3 separate regions of the Mus musculus genome follow, and regions 1 and 3 are each linked to region 2. A link is a contact called in public promoter capture Hi-C data. All regions are on one chromosome and are shown on one strand. Each heading gives the region's core, a stretch centred on a gene start, on an enhancer-like site or on the middle of the called end of the contact. The rest is flanking DNA. Distances are from core to core; before and after follow the strand shown. Region 1 holds the start of Zfp280c (zinc finger protein 280C). Region 2 holds the start of Utp14a (UTP14A small subunit processome component). Region 3 holds the start of Ocrl (OCRL, inositol polyphosphate-5-phosphatase).

Region 1 (3,265 bases), core at 438-2,937, 340 kb before region 2:
TGTTTCAGGCCCCGGGAAGGGAAAGGTCGCCTGGGCAACGCGGAGCATGGGGTGCTTGTGGCGATCGCCGGCGGCTGCCTCCCAGGCCTGGACCGGGCATGGGTGGCCGCGTGGGCCCGGGTTGGGCGCTAGCCTGGCCTCCGAAGGCCTGGGAGGCTGTCCGGGCCCCAGGACCTCTCTGGCTTTGCTTTCTGGAGTCAGCCCCTGGGGCTCTTTTGTACATTGGATAGCGACGGGACCCCCCCCCCCCCCCCCCCCGGCTGCGGATCTCTTCAGTCTTGGGAAAGGCTGATGGTGCATGCCGAACGAACTTTCCACCCTCGGGCTCCTGCGGCCCTTAAGTTATACCTTACCCCTTACCCAGAACTGCTAGCGGGTTTGCCATGCTAGTAGGGCACGGCATTCTTCCCAAAGGAACTGCCCTTCTCTGTCACAGAAATCTTTCTCTCCGCGGGTTATTGTCTAGATTCTAGAAAATAAAAAACCCAGACTGGAGAGACGTGGACTTAGATGCACGATTTTCCATCAGTAAGCTGTGCAGGGTTTTTCGTTTTTAAGCAACGGGGGAAGCATTTCATTCGGAGGAGGAAAGCCTGCTGCAGACATGGAGTCCCTTTCAATGCTCCTCAAGTTTGAATTCTTTTAGGAAGAAGTCTCAATGTGAAGTGAAGCAGTTTCTCCCAGATGTGGAAGATCTTTATCCAAGGACCTCTCTTTGTTTGAGAGGATCAGCTAAGTCTATGAGCTTGAATTTTTGATTTTGTTGTTTGGGGGTTGGATTATCAGTTTCAGTGCCTTTTAGCTCCTCTAAAACTGTATTTGATACATAAATCCAGTTTTAAGCTACAAAAGTTTCCTAGGTATTTGTGAGGTGCCTAAAAGAGATACAGTGTGATTCAAGCCATCTTAAAGTAAAATAAATAAATAAATAAAAATAAAAGAAACACTGTATCTACGAAGGTGCTAATCTGTGCCTTTGCTTTAATAGCCATACAAATGCAATTGTGATAACATTTGATTGAGTGTTTGTTTGCTGCCACTCCTCTACAGGGTTGTAAGGTATTAAAGAACTGTTTTGAGATGAAGAACTAGCTTCAAGAGGTTTTGTGGTCAGTAAATAGAGCCACTTGTGGTGGTTTTAAAATTACCTGTGTGTGAGTCTGTGTGTGTGTGTGTGTGTGTGTGTGTGTGTGTGTGCGCACGCACACACACACACACACACACACACACACACACACACACACACACACACGTTTGTCCTCACAATTTGAAGGTCAGATGACAACATGGTAGTTGTAAGTTCTCACTTTCTACTGTCTAGGTCCCACAGGTAGATCTCTGATCATCATTTTGGGGAACAGACCCCCTTACTTACTGAGCCAGTCTCCAGACCTCCTGCTGTTTGGGTTTATTTGTTTGTTTTTGAGAGGGTCTCATATAGCCTTGTATTTGATATGTAACTAAGGCTATCCATGAACTCCTGATCCTGCTGCCTCAGGATTCCAGCTAAGAGCCTTCATCCCTGTCACCTTAAAACCAGTTCTTATTTATTTAATTTTTTTTTACAGTCCAGATTTTATCCCCCTCCCGGTCCACCATCTTACGGTTCCACATCCCATACCTCCTCCCCCCCATCTCCACGAGAATGTCCCCATCCCCCCACCCCCACCTCACCAGACCTCTCCACTCCCTGAGGGAGGACTCCAGTTTCTTGAGGGTTAAATGCATCTTAAAACCAGTTCATACGCCAGTACTTTCTAGCTTTTGCCTAAGGTTCAATTCATTAAATAATGCCTCATTTATTTTATAGGCATGTCGAAGTTCCAGAGAAAGAAAAGCAAGGAGGTTTGCCTAAAATTTTTAAGAAGTGTTACTCAATTCCCATCTCTACATTTAAAAAAAATCATTTTCCTATTTTTTAATACTTATTATATATACAGCATCCGAACTGCATATATGCCTGCAGGCCAAAAGATGGCATCGGATCCCATTACAGATGGTTATGAGCCACCATGTGGTTGCTGGGAACTGAACTCAGGACCTCTGGAAGAGCATCTTGAGTTCTGGAAGAGCCACATGTGCTGAGCCATCTCTCCAGCCTCTTGTCGCTACAGTTTTTAAAGATGTTATATTGTTTGTACATTTTAGCATTTGAATAATACTATATCCAAGTACGTTTAAAAGCTGAAGAAGAGCATTGGAAAAAGTACTGATAATGAAGAACTGCCAACCTCAGCTTTTCCTATTTAATCCCTTTGCTCCAGTTTCCTAAAATTCCCAATATAGGCTGGCCTTTTCAGCCCAGCGTTTCGCCACTTAACATTACCTTTTTATGAAGGGAAGGGATTCTACGCCTTCCTATTCTTCCACTTATTTTATTTTTCTAGGAGAACACTTAGAACCATACAGAATTTTTGGAAGTACTAGGGATCAATTTGTATATATTAATTATAGCTGAATAATTTTTTTCTTTCTGTTTTCAGGGAGGACTTTGTCTTTCTGGAGCCAGGAAGGTGATGTAATTGCTACCACCAAACCTGAGAACTTGAGCTCAATCGCAAGGACCCATATGGTAGGAGAGAAACAACCCCTTTAGGTTGTCTTCTGACTTTCACACACACACACACACACACACACACACACACACACACACACACACATTTTGAACGATAATTGGTTTTTAGATTAAATTAACTAGTACTTTAGGAAGCCTTGACAAACCCAGTAACTTGAATAAAAATGTACCTCTAGGCTTTTAAAATTTATTCTCTACAAATTGCTTTTACTTTAATAATTGACATAAAGATAAAAGGGTTACAGCAACAGCTATTTGATAACAATTTAGACATGATACTCCTTTTTTATACCATCAAGGCACGATGGTGCATACCTGTGATCTCAGCAGTTGGGAGGCAGAAGCAGGAGGATCACAGCACGTTTAAAGCCAGACCAGTGTACAATTAAACCTTCAAGCTAACCAGGGTAACAAAACCCTGACTCAGAGAGAGAAAGAGGAACAGTATGAAGTGGGAGGAGAGAGAGGAAGAGAAAAGTGGGGAATGAAAATATAAACAAATGCATTTAATTCTTTTTCTATTGTCTATGCATGTGTGTATGTACACACACACGCACCTGCATGCACAAGTATGCCAAAGCATTCATGTAATGGTTAAAGGACAACTTACATAGTTGGTTTTCTCCTTCCATTATGTAAACTCCAAGGATTGAACTCAGATAATCAGGCTTGGTGGCAAGTGTCTTTACT
Region 2 (3,483 bases), core at 209-2,708:
GTAGTTGCTTGTCAAATCCATTAGATCATCCTGCTGGCTCAAAGCCAGAAGGCTGTTTTAAAAAGGCAACACAGAAACATTAGCACATGAAATAACTCTTCTTTTAAACCAGCAGTTCTCAACCTGTGGGTCAAAACCCACAGGGGTGTGTGTGTGTGTGGGGGGGGCAAAAGGTCCATTCCCATGGGTCATGTGTCAGATATCCCGCATTTCAGACATTATTCATGTTACAATTCATAACAGTAGCAAAAGTGCAGTTATGAAGAAGCAAGGAAAGTAATTTTATGGTTTATGTTTTGGGAGGTGGTCATGAACCCCAGAACATGAGGAACTGTAGTAAAGGGTTGAGCAGCACTAGGAAGGTGGAGAACTATTGATCTAAACAAATATCTGTTTGCTCAGTTCTGAGTATTCTTATCTGAGAAGAGGTGCAAAAAAACAAAACAGAAGGTAATTAGTTAAAGTGTTTTTAGAAGGGGGTCAGGCATCACTTCCAAGATGACAATATCGGCATGGGAAAGACAACACTGGTTAGTGGCTGACCCTGCACTTCTGTTACTTACTATGCTTCAATTTCCCACTGACGCTACTGCTGTCTTTTGAGGCAAAGGCAGTTTCCTATTAACTATTTAAACGTGTATTTTATTTTATTTTTTGAGACAAGAGTTGTTCGGTGTAACCTTAGCTGTCCTGGAACTCGCTTTGTAGACCAGCCTGACCTCACACTTGGAGATTGGCTTGCTTTTACCTCCCAAGTGCTGAGATTAAAGGCGTGTGCCGCCACCAACTGGGAAACCTTTTAAACATTCGAAAACATTCTATTAATGCTTCTATGGATCTCCCACCGGTCAGGTGCCTTGATTAAGTGCAACTTATTAAAAATGTAATCTTGATAATTTGTTCGCATAACTGAGGACGTAGGGTAATGGTTGAAACCAACTGTATAAATGGGTGTTTAAGGTGATTAGAATTTAGGAAAAACCTACTATTACTTAACAGTGGATCTCGGTATTTACTAAGCAAACATTACCAAAGCGACTACATTTAGATTTTTCTAACGTTGAGGGGTAACATGAAATACCTGTTAGGTCTGGCACAACTTGGCACTCTCACAGACGGCGCATGTTGCGCGTGGCAGAGGCAGAAAATGCGCACGTGACAAATAAAGGGAAATCAATAGTAACTTTGCCAAGAGTCGGACGACCATCAGACCTAACAGCGATGCAACTTAAGAGCCGAGAAACTGAGGAGCAAAGCCAATTTAAATTAAGGGACTTTAGGATTCCTAGCCGATACATTAACTACTGGCAGGGTTTGGGGAGGCGAATCTCTAACAAACAGCAGTTCGGCTTCCACTTCCCTAAATACAGGAAATTCAGCCCTCAAAAATACCCGGGAATCTCCTTTCCCTTTTACGTCTTACCCCTTCGTAGCTTTGATAGAGTTCATCGCTGTCGCCGGTAACTCACATGGGTCAGGAACGGAAACCAAAGAGAGAGCAAGCTCCTTGCCTGCCGCAAAGCAAATTTTGCTTCCGCTAATCACGCGCGACAACGCGCGTCATTTCCGCCCAGGGGGAGGCTTGCAAAGTATTGTAGGCGCTCCAGGATTGGTCGATGGAAAAGCCGGCTGCCTGCCAGTTGGTCCGCACTGCCGGTGGGTGGGACTTGCCGGTCCCCATTCTTCTGAGAGGTTTTTATTTAGGTTGGCGGTATTGGTTCCCTGGCATTCGGTTTTCTTGCGGTCCGAGATTAGTGTGGTGAGGGCGAGGGTGCTGCGCTGTCAGGGACGGAGCTAAAACCAAAACCAATCAAACCAAAACAAAGCCTCCAGGGCCAGGCCCCGTTGGACTCTGTCGCACAGCTCTGGACTGGCCAGCCCCAGACTGTGTTGGACTCCTGCCAGATCAAGGGGACGGGAACGTAGCAAGTTTCTATCCATCTGAAGAGAAATTCTTTTTGAGCCGGTGTACCTGTGATTACAGCTCATTGTCCCCTTTTCCTATACAAGAAAATGTCACTCGAGAATGTGTTATGAGGCAGAAAGATCTCTTCTTGCTCCATCCGGTGCAACATAGTAGGACCCATACACACATGCACGCACACACAATCTTATTTTATCCGGTCCATAGCTCACTAGTAAACTGCTTGCAGCACAGGCATGAGGCTGCAGTTTCTCAACTCTTGCTTTTTTTTTTTTTTTTTTTTTTTTCTTGTTTGAGACAGGCTAGCCTTAAATTGGTGATCCTCTTGCTTTAGCACCCGACCTGCTGAGATTACATGCTTTTGTGGTACCACGTCTGGCATAATTTGTAAATAATAAACCTATCTATGTGTGTGAGTGCATTTGCGTGTGCGTGCGCGTGTGTGTGTGCGCGCGCGTGTGTACGCATGCCATTGCACACGCGGAAATCAGGACAACCTGTAGGAATTCCTTTCACCATCTGGCTGCAGGGGATTAAATTTAGGTTGTCAGGGTTGGGGGGAGGGTGTCAAATGCTTTTGACCAGCCTGAGACTTCTTGCATAAAAACATTATTGCCATTTCTTTTAGGTCATTTCCATTTTGTTTTCTCCAACGGTTGCACTGAAATTTCTTATGGTAATCGGCAATGCTCTAAAATTCTTAAATAAAATAATACTTTCTAGTCTTTGTGGTCCCAGAATTGAATATGGGATTTGATAGTTGTTTTTGTTTTTCATTATTCATTCAGTAAAATTTTTTTAATCATTGACTATGTGCCAGGTTTTTAGGAGTTATTGATACATTGTTGAACAAAGCAGATATTTTCTATGGTTTCATAGACACAATTTTCCAGTGGGCTTAAGGACAATTTTTTAAAAATTATTTATTTTTACTTTACATCCTGCTCACTGCTCCCCTCCCAGTCAATTTTAAATGTTGCTAAAACTCTAGCCCAGAGTTCCCTGACTGCTCTCTCCTGGTATCCTCTATGATGGTAGCTCTATGACCATCTTCTTCCATTTTCTTTCTTTCTTTTTTGTTTTTTTTGTTTTGTTTTTTGTTTTTTTGTTTTTCAAGACAGGGTTTCTCTGTGTAGCCCTGGCTGTCCTGGCACTCACTTTGTAGACCAGGCTGGCCTCGAACTCAGAAATCCGCCTGCCTCTGCCTCCCGAGTACTGGGATTAAATGTGTGCGCCACCACACCCGGCTCTTCTTCCATTTTCTTTGTTGTGTGCTTCTAATAAACTTATGCCCTAAGTGATGCTATTCCCTAGAAGCTTACTCTTGGCCCTCTATGTTTGTTCCCTATGTTCTCCCTGGGGCAAATTGCTTTTAAAACTGATATATGAACTTGAAAATCTACACTTCTAGCTTATATGTCTTTCTTAAACTATAGATTACTATCTCTGGGTGCCTTCTTTGTTCCCACAAGTACAACAGAGATGACCTTTTCCACCAGAGTTCTCTTGTATTCTTTGTTTCTGTAATTGATCAATAAATCATCCAATCAAGTTAGATA
Region 3 (3,638 bases), core at 546-3,045, 340 kb after region 2:
GCACCTTTTAATTCACTATTCTATTGAATGTACTCTTACTAAACTAGTCTTCCTGGATTTTATCAAGTCTACGGAAAATAACATGAATTTCTTACATCAACAGGACCAACCAAGCAGGATCTAGGGACGAGCTACTTCATGGACCTAGATGATAATCAGTTATAATAGCACCCATAGCTGCAGCTACGTTCAGGCCAGGCTAGTGGGACTTTCCTTCTTTGTGAATTAGACAGCCTGGGACCAAGGATTTAAAAGTAGAGTCCAAGACACTTTTTCATGCAGAATCCAGTGTTAAGAGATGGTAGGAACTAAGTGATCAATACCTGTTAAACTGGGGGGAAAAATCTATTCCCAGAAACCAGTGAACCAAGGGAAGTAGCTTGCACATATACAGCGATAGGGCACTGTGATATGAAACGGTCACCGTGGAAACTTTAAAGATGAAGTATTAGTGGCAAGGGGGCAAGGTTAGCAGCTGTGGTGACTGCTTATGAAAATAATCATCTGCTCAATCAGTCATCTGTATTTACTGAGCTGCCATCATCCCAGGAAGAGTTGGAGGTGACATGCACTGAGAAAAATGTCAAATGCCATTCTGTTTCTACACATTTCATTAACTTTGCTTTCCAAATAGTCCGGTCCAGTGCGACAGTGGCTGCCCTGCGCCAACACATTAGTGAATTAATGCATTTGCCTTCAAGCAAACGGAAAAAAAAAAGAGGATCTGGGGACAGGAAGAACCAGTTGAATGGGAAAAAAGACATGTCTGTAACATTAGCAACATAGCATTTCCATTGCACTTTTACTTGTAAGCCACTTTTGCCTGGGTGGTCCCCCAGTTTTATCTCCAATAGCCATAAGACAGTTTATGGTTTTATTCAACTCAAGAGGAAACCAAGGCTCAGAAAGCTTGATTAACTTGGGTTACACAACGCATGTCAGTTACAGACAGGGTGAAGGAACTAAGAACCCAGGCTTCCTGCTTTCCTGTCCATTGAGTCCATCCACTGAGCCACAGGGCCCAGGAGTTATCTAGTAGCTTAGAAGTTGGGGGTGGGAGGCCCTGGCTCAGGCAGCTCACTCTACACACCTAGCTGTGAACCTGTTGCCCTCTTGGCCAAGGTGGGTGGCTCCCTGCGGTTTCAGGCTCAAGGAGGTTTATAGAAGAAGGCGCTCTCCTCGGTGGGAGTCAGATTACTTACTCATACTGCCCATTCCTCCGGGCTAGGGTCAGGACGCAGGGTTCCCGGAGGGGACCCTTCATCTCCAAACCCGCCACCATATGCAGGCACTGGTCAAGGATCTCTAATTTTTCTTTTTCTTTCTTTTCTTTTCTTTTTCTTTTTTTTTTTTTTTTTTTTTTTTTTTTGCAAACGCAGCCAAATTGGGGTGACGCGGGGCCAGACTCATATCGTCAGCTCTCCTCAGCTATCCCAGCGTCCACTCCTGAGCAGGTCCCCTTTCCCTACTCTGCTCGCCCTAGGACATGCTGCACCCCAACCCGCACCCCACGCCCTTACGGCCTCCCTTCCCCTTCCCCCCTTCTCTCAGACGGATACTGCCAGGGGCTGAGCTCCAATCGGGAGCCGCGGCTCCATCAGGGCGGCCTCCAGGCTCTGCGGGGCTGCGGACTGCCAGCGGATTCCACGACACCACCTCCTGCGGCCTGCCGCCGGCCTGCCTCGCCTAGGCGGAGAGGAAGGGCTCCAGCGCTGGGAGCCTGGAAGCCCGGGAGCCCGGGAACCCGGGAGCCCGGGAGCCAGCCGGGGAGCTTTAGAGCCGGGAGGAGAGAGACTGACCAGAGAGAGAGAGCGGCGCCTCCCGCCCCCGCCCGCCTGCCAGGCCGCCGCAGATTTCGCCCCCTGCGGCCAACCTGGGGAACTGCAGCTAGGCACCCGAAGGACTTGGGGACTCCATAGCAGGTCCCTCTTCAAATTGCTATCTGCAACATCCTAGAAGGGATCTGAGGACTTTGAAGATGCTCAGAGAAAAGAAACTGCTACACCAGTTGAACTGGGCCTATAGGACCCACAAGCATACTATTCTCCCACCCCCAAATCCTTAAGGTTTTGAAGGTTATGAAGCCTTCTATTGATCATCGTTTAAGGTGTTTTCTCTTTCCATTTCTTTCTTCTATCCCCTAAATTGGAAAATGACTCATAGCTCAGCCTTCTGTTCTTCTATTTCCCATTTTTCATCCTCTCCAGGTGACTTCCAAGTGTATAAAGTTCAAGCACACAGGGTGAGTCTAGGCCTCTTAGTGTAGCCCATTGTGAAAATACTTCTCATTGACAAAACTAACTCACCTTTTCACTCTGCCACCAGCCCGGAAATTTAAAGCTACAAGCTATCTTCCTCTTATCTTCTCTCCTCCTCCCCACCCCCCACCCCCCCCCCCCCGCCATCACTCTACTATGATATCCCATCTGGGTTACTGAATTTCCCTCCAAAGAAATCCTGTTAGTTGCACTTCTCCTTTAAGCTAGCTTCTTTCTTTCTTTCTTCCTTCCTTTCTTTCTTTCTTTCTTTCTTTCTTTCTTTCTTTCTTTCTTTCTTTTTCTCTTTCTTAAGATCTATTTATTTATTATATGTAAATACACTGTAGCTGTTTTCAGACTGCTCCGGCCCCACTCGCCCAGCCCTCTTGCTGCTTTGTTCAGACACCCAAGAAGAGGGCATCAGATCTCATTACAGATGGTTGTGAGCCACCATGTGGTTCTGGGATTTGAACTCAGGAGCTTCAGAAGAGCAGTCAGTGCTCTTAAGGGCTGACACATCTCTCCAGCCCCTCCTTTAACTTTTCTTCTCTGTTGAAAGCCACCAAAAGTGCTACTATTTCAGTTGTTTGAATACAGACCAGTGGAATGGAGAATATAGCGCTCAAATACACCCACAGGCTTATAGAAGATTAATACTCAGTATATATGTCATTTCCTATCAGTGAGGGAAGAATCTATTCTTCACTAAATAACACTTGGGATATTGATTTTTCCACATGTAAAATTGTAAAATTTGATTTTCATCTCACACCATGAAAAGGGAAATTAATTTCAGGATATCTTATAGTTGGTAGACAACCTGAGCTTACCAGACAAGCTGTGTGTGCTATGGAGAGGTAAGATTAACCAAGCACTTTAGAGCCCAAAAGATCACAAATGAGTCCCAGATATTTGACAGTAAGCTTTTTATACTTTTGGATTTGTTTTGTTTTGCTTTCACCTGATTGTAATCATGTTCTGGTTCTTCTCTCTGGAATAAGAAGGCATGGAACTTGTTTTGGATTTTTTTTCCATTTTTTATTAGGTATTTAGCTCATTTACATTTCCAATGCTATACCAAAAGTCCCCCATATCCACCCACCCCCACTCCCCTGCCCACCCACTCCCCCTTTTTGGCCCTGGTGTTCCCCTGTACTGGGGCATATAAAGTTTGCAAGTCCAATGGGCCTCTCTTTCCAGTGATGGCCGACTAGGCCATCTTTTGATATATATGCAGCTAGAGTCAAGAGCTCCGGGGTACTGGTTAGTTCATAATGTTGTTCCACCTATAGGGTTGCAGATCCCTTTAGCTCCTTGGCTACTTTCTCTAGCTCCTCCATTGGAGCCCTATGATCCATCCATTAGCTGACTGTGAGCATC

The links. Capture Hi-C pulls out chosen DNA fragments and counts their contacts.
Region 1: a promoter capture Hi-C map of adipose tissue shows a contact between it and region 2. The contact joins the promoter of Zfp280c here to the promoter of Utp14a in region 2. A contact is called at or near these places in 1 of 39 promoter capture datasets (cranial neural crest), 3 of 115 datasets of contacts at active chromatin or transcription factors (the 230-238 cell line, the SCID.adh cell line and memory CD8 T cells) and 2 of 9 other capture datasets (adipose tissue and pancreatic islet).
Region 3: a promoter capture Hi-C map of adipose tissue shows a contact between it and region 2. The contact joins the promoter of Ocrl here to the promoter of Utp14a in region 2. A contact is called at or near these places in 2 of 39 promoter capture datasets (the HPC-7 cell line and erythroid cells) and 1 of 9 other capture datasets (adipose tissue).

Annotation. Positions count from the first base shown.
Region 1 is chrX:48,590,980-48,594,244 of GRCm38.p6, reverse strand. It overlaps Zfp280c (zinc finger protein 280C), which reads left to right and starts at 1,687. Exons shown (of 19, transcript NM_153532.4): 1 at 1,687-2,572.
Region 2 is chrX:48,254,909-48,258,391 of GRCm38.p6, reverse strand. Utp14a (UTP14A small subunit processome component) reads right to left here and starts at 1,458. Exons shown (of 15, transcript NM_028276.1): 1 at 1,424-1,458; 2 at 1-52. The coding sequence starts at 1,449. It overlaps Gm39511 (a long non-coding RNA gene), which reads left to right and starts at 1,600. Exons shown (of 3, transcript XR_882302.1): 1 at 1,600-1,656.
Region 3 is chrX:47,910,613-47,914,250 of GRCm38.p6, reverse strand. It overlaps Ocrl (OCRL, inositol polyphosphate-5-phosphatase), which reads right to left and starts at 1,795. Exons shown (of 24, transcript NM_177215.3): 1 at 1,560-1,795; 2 at 1,203-1,282. The coding sequence starts at 1,598.